Linked DNA regions of Mus musculus: region 1 is linked to region 2. The links are chromatin contacts, called in public HiChIP or PLAC-seq maps. All regions are on one chromosome and are shown on one strand. Each heading gives the region's core, a stretch centred on a gene start, on an enhancer-like site or on the middle of the called end of the contact. The rest is flanking DNA. Distances are from core to core; before and after follow the strand shown.

Region 1 (2,800 bases), core at 288-2,787, 280 kb after region 2:
ACAGGTTACCTTGAATCTAACAACCACTCTATTAAGAGTTTAATCATCTCCATTTTCACATAGGCAATCTAAGGCTCATGGAGACTGAGTAAATTATCCAAGATCACCCAGTGAACAACATTACTAGGATTTTAATTGAGAATGCCCACTTCCAGGAACCAGCACTCCTAGCTCTGAATCAACATTACTGTGATGAATGGACTTTGGTGGGATGGGAGAAATGCTTCAGTTGTTTATATAGTGAGTGAATCTCCTCTGAGTTAACACTACACAGAGAAAATAATGGGAAAATGGCATATTGAGACCTATAGAATCAGGATGTCATGGGCCTTGTGAGCTGAGTCTAATATATGCAAATCCTTTTTTTAAAACTTAAAACATTGTAGTGATACGTATAATATAAAATGTGCCATATTATCTATTTTAGTGCAGTCTAGTCTAAGTACATCTACCTTACCATGATCTATGTTCTGAATTCTTCATTTTGCATAACCGAGACAGGAGACTTGTTTAATAGCAGCTCCTGGAATCCCCACCTGATGGCCCTGAAGACAAGTGTCTATGTTCTGTCTTTATAAATTGGTCCTAGGTAGCTCATCTTACTGGGATCGTGGAGCCCTCCAGGCTCACTCATGTTGTGTTAAACATATTGCATTTGCTTACCTGCTTATTGGTTAGTGGGTATTCAGGCGGCTTCCTTGGTTTGTCTACTGTGAATAATTTGCTGCCAACACAGATGCAGAGATATATTTTCAGACTACTTTCAATTACGCCCAGTATATGCCCAGAAGTGGAATGGATGAATCATATGGCAATTTAGGTTAAAAACGTTAAAGAGGTTTAGTTTCTCTTGGGGTTTCTTCTGTGATTGATCATCTGTTCAGTTGTATATTATATTCCACAAATTGGTGAATCTTCCATTTTTTGTTTTACTGATCTCTCTAACCTTACTTTCTTGTGGTCTTAAAAGGTATTTTGTTTACCAACTATCGTGTGTGTGTGTGTGTGTGTGTGTGTGTGTGTGTGTATAGTATATAGTATAAATGTGTATCATACATGCATATGGTGTGTTGCAGTAAATCTCCCAAATATGCCCCGGCAATGAAAACTCAACTCAGTTTGTATGAATACAAGCTGTGTGCCTAGATTGGGCAGATCTACTGCTACACAACCATCTTCCACATCTATGAGACCCCTTAGAACTTGCAGTTTCCCCAGGCCATGTGCTTCTGCTCCACTTTTCTTCTTCTTCCTCCTCCTCTGCGTCCTCTCCCTCTTCCATTTTCCCCTCCCTCTCCCTCTCTCCCTCTCTCCCTCCCTCTCTCTCTCTCTCTCTCTCTCTCTCTCTCTCATCTTCTGCTCCACCTTCCCTTTTATCTGCCCGATCATCAACTCTCCTTTATTTTACAAATTAAGGTGGGAAGCAGGTTTACAGGAAATCACCTGAGTGCTGACTCATTTTTTGTTCGCAGCCACTCAAAAGAGAACAGAATTAACATCAAATATAATTAGCCCCAGGGCTATCCACAACAATGGTGTGTGGGTATACTCACCTGTGTGCACACATAGAGGCCAGATCAAGACTTTGAATGTCTTTCTGTACAGCTCTCTGCCATCTTGTCTTAAGAAAAGGTATCTTATGAAATGGAAAGTCTGATGTTTTGTCTAGAATGTCTAGTGAACTCTTCGTGTATCTGCCTGTCTCTACTTTCCAATTCTAGAGTTACCGGCACGTGTAGCCATAGCTAACTCTTTATGTGGGTTCTGGGGATGCAAACTGAGGTTCCCATGTTTGCAGAGCAAGTACAATCACCTACTGAGCCATCTTTCCACACCTAATATCTGTCTTTTGAACATTCTGTTGAGGCTTCTGGTTGTAGCCTACCATATTGTTTATCAGAGTTGAGTATCCCATGTGTATGCAGGAAAATATATATTCTGCTGTTGTGTGCAGCATGCTATATAAATCTACTAAATCTCATTGGTTTATTGGGCTGGCCAAGTCTCCCATGTCCATACACATCTTCTGAGCAGTTTTTAATAGCAAATTTGACAACGTTCTGGAATCTCTATAAGTTATCTCCTTCATTTTGGTGGTTGACTTTTAGGTCTTGGCATATTGAAGCTTTACTGGTGCACAGGGTCCTTCATTGCCTCTTACTATCTTTGTGTAACTCAGTCTATTTTCTCTGACATTAGCACATCTACCACTGGTCCTTTTTGCTACTGTCACCATGGCTTTACTATCAATCTTTGTATCTTTTGATCGAAAGTGAGTGCTATGTAGATTAAATGAAATTGGGTCATGTTCTTAAAAATCTGTTCTTCAATTTTAGTCCTTAAGAATTTTAGTCCAGATTGGTGGAAAAATGTAAGTGAAACTTAGCACAGATATTTGTGGTTTTCGAGTGTAAAAGCATTATATAACATTCTGGTATGAGGTGGGGTAGGGCAAGGTATTATAGTTCAGCTACTCACTATGTTCTGTGACCTTGATCGATTAGTAGCATCTTGATTACAATAATTATTGTCAGCTGCATTAATTTGGTGTTGAGTTGTGGTGGATCTCAGCGAACCTCATAACCCAAAGGCTTTACCCCATTACTTACATTCACAGAATTTTTCTCCAGTGTGTATACTTTCATGATAATGCAGACTACAGGAACACACAAAGCCTTCACCATATTAAATACGTTTATAGTTTTTCTCCACTATGAATTCTTTCATGATGATAGAGATTATAGAAATGTAAAAGGCTTTACCATATTAAATACAGTCAGAGGGTTTCTCCACATTATGA
Region 2 (2,700 bases), core at 171-2,670:
GAACAATTAATGGATAGACCTAGAGCTAGAGCTGTATGATAGAGCCTTGTCTAGGATGCATAGGAAAGGAGAGAGTGAGAGGAGACAGGGAAAGGCAAGAAAGAAAGGCCCTCCCCTCCCCTCCCCTTCCCTCCCCTCCTCTAGAGAACCATAACTCGCACTGTGAACAGCTCCAGATATATTGCTACTGCTCAGCCTGCCCGAGTGCTTATCTTCATTTATTGTATGAAGTCTAGGTCCATATTTTTTTCTGAAAATGCACTCTAACCAATGATTGGGAAATGGGCACCACTTGTGGCATTGCTGTGAACTGTGTCCTCTAAGGAAGTAAATACCTGCTGTGAGTTCACACATACAGCAAATTCCTCAAGACACAGCCCACCAGAGTGGACATGACAGGCAGATTCCATTTGCTTCCTCATTACCCAGTCTGGGAAAAGAAACTCTCCTTATTTATTAGTTGAACAATAAAGTTCTTATTCATTCCATTCTCTAAGTTCTTTTCTCTAAATGTTGAGGTAAGAAACTGGCAGACTGTTCCTTTCTGAGAACACATGGTTTCACTATACATGGTACAGCCGGATCATGATTGACAGTAAGGAAGAACTGGAGCCTTCTGAAGAAGCCTGGTCATGAGGATTAATCCTCAGCTTTACCAGGAAAGCACGTTTAGGGGTCATCCCTCCTGCTGGGCTTTGCTTCTTTTTTTTTTTTTTCTTCCCCCTCCTCCATGGGTAAAGTGATGGTCTTGAAGCAGATTAGCACTGGTAAGTCACTGAGGGTGAGCTTGTGCGACAGTCTGGTTTGGTCAGCCATCACTATGGTTCTGTGGCTTCCTGTAGGTACCTGAGTACTGTATGCTGATCCTCTGTGTCTTACTACACAGTAGTCTTTCTGAGATGAGAAAGACACTTAGGACTTTTATACTCTTCAGAGGTGAGAAAAAATACTTCAATAAAAAATAATTATGAACCAGTAACTTGTAATGTAGTGTAACGGAGTGAATACTTTCTTTCCACGCTGTTTTAGTATGCTGCCTGCCTTTCCCACCTCTGAAGAGTACCAGAGGCCCACAGAAGGTACCTGGCTGTGGTGTGGACAGGAGCATGGCCAGCCCTGCCAGTGAGCCCTTCACTGATGTTTTGTGTTGCTCGGGTGTTTTGCTCCAGGGCTTACTAGATAACCTGGCAGGTTCAGCTGGGCAGGCTTCCCAGCACTTTGCACTTTTTAGGGAATCCTATGCCTGGTTTTGTTTCATAACTCCCCAAGAAATGTAACAGCTGCCAGCTGACCCTGTTCACAAACTGAGAATACTAGAGCCTATTGTAAACCCAGAAACGGTCCTCTTAAAGGGCTTGACATTCAGCTCTGCAGAGCCGCAGAGCCTCAGGACACCTTCCCCACACACCCTAGAGCCTTTGTCCTTCAGATGGAGGGAGGGTATCACCAACCTTGTACTCAGCCCGCCTCTGCTACTGTGTGGAGCAGGGACAAAGGAGCTGGTGACTCTTAGTAACAAAGTGGTGTCATGACACCACCTGCTAAGAAGACAAGAATTTCCCCAGAAGTAAGACTAACTTTCCAAAAAGGCCAATGAAAGCTGCCTGCCAAGTCTGTTTTTATCCCTTGTACATGAGTAGAAACGTATCCTTGTCCCCACATTTGAGATTCATACTTCTAGATACTTAATGTATATCTAAACAAGTGCTGTCATGAAATTCTCTGGACAAGGCCTCAGTTGGTTTTGCTGTTTCCCTTCCCATGTAACCTTAGAACTAAGTGGCTGTCTGTCCCACTAGCCGGTCCTTTCACCGGTGCCCCGTTTTCTCTGTACCAGGTACCTGCTAAAAATGCCAAGATTCAAAGCACTCAGCCTTTGGCCTCGACGGCCGACCAGGGTTTTCTTCCCTGCAGTTAGCCGTCTGCTGTTGCTTCCACTGGCCAGCTGCTCAGTGATTAACCCTGACTTCATGCCACATTTGCTTCCCTGTCCTTCATACCTATGAAATACGATTTACAAGCAGCCTGCCATCCCTTTCTGCCAAAGCTGTCCTTTCTAATAGAGTAATAACTCAGATTGGGGTGACCGCCCTGGGAACCTCACATTGCTTCAAAAAAGAAAACCTAAGACTGACTTAGCAGCTGCCTCAGACTGCGAGCTCACAGCTAACCTGCTGCCAACCACAAACTGAAGAGGCATTTACACAAACGGCTACCTAGAGATGTACCTGTGATGTAACCGACTTTCTTTTTAACTTAAACATTCTTGGTTCAGTTTATACGAGGCAGGGAGGGAGTTGGACTTGGGGTGGGGCATAAAAACTAAGGTGTTGTGGAATTAGCTTTTAAGTGCTTAGAAGCTAGCTCAATCTAGACGTGCTAGTGGTGCCTTGAGGAGTGCTAGTGGAGGATTCAGATGAAAGTGGGAAGAACCTGGGTAGAGCCTTTGGTAGTTTGTTTGCTTTCCAGCAAACTATGGAGCAGAAGAGCTGTGTAACACCTAAGGAATTCGTATGTGGGCCTGTGGATTACAATTCCTGCCCTTCATCAAGGCTGTGAGCTGCTAGGACCGTCTTAGAACACCTTGAGAGATGCTATATTGCATTGAATAGATTGCTGGGTACCTTCTACTTCTAAGCTTGGCATTCTCTTGATGAATTGTGCTTTTTTCCATTGCCGTGATGCTAGAAGTCTGCTGTG

What was found. HiChIP or PLAC-seq counts read pairs in DNA pulled down with a chosen protein or histone mark.
Region 1: an H3K27ac HiChIP or PLAC-seq map of embryonic stem cells shows a contact between it and region 2, with 3 times the contacts expected there. The contact joins two enhancer-like sites. A contact is called at or near these places in 8 of 39 promoter capture datasets (the 3T3-L1 cell line, the HPC-7 cell line, embryonic stem cells and 4 more), 3 of 484 Hi-C or Micro-C datasets (the CH12 cell line, cerebral cortex and microglia), 1 of 115 datasets of contacts at active chromatin or transcription factors (embryonic stem cells) and 1 of 9 other capture datasets (embryonic tail).

The regions. Positions count from the first base shown.
Region 1 is chr7:83,006,999-83,009,798 of GRCm38.p6, forward strand. No RefSeq gene overlaps it. Among named protein-coding and RNA genes, the nearest start is that of Gm22934, 14 kb to the left of the region's middle. Within about 2 kb of position 1,538, at least 2 of the 459 cell types and tissues checked have an H3K27ac peak or open chromatin away from gene starts, as enhancers often do. A contact at or near this core is called in embryonic stem cells, where this site is marked.
Region 2 is chr7:82,724,006-82,726,705 of GRCm38.p6, forward strand. The region is part of intron 15 of Efl1 (elongation factor like GTPase 1); the gene reads left to right. Among named protein-coding and RNA genes, the nearest start is that of 4933406J10Rik, 30 kb to the right of the region's middle. Within about 2 kb of position 1,421, at least 22 of the 459 cell types and tissues checked have an H3K27ac peak or open chromatin away from gene starts, as enhancers often do. A contact at or near this core is called in embryonic stem cells, where this site is marked.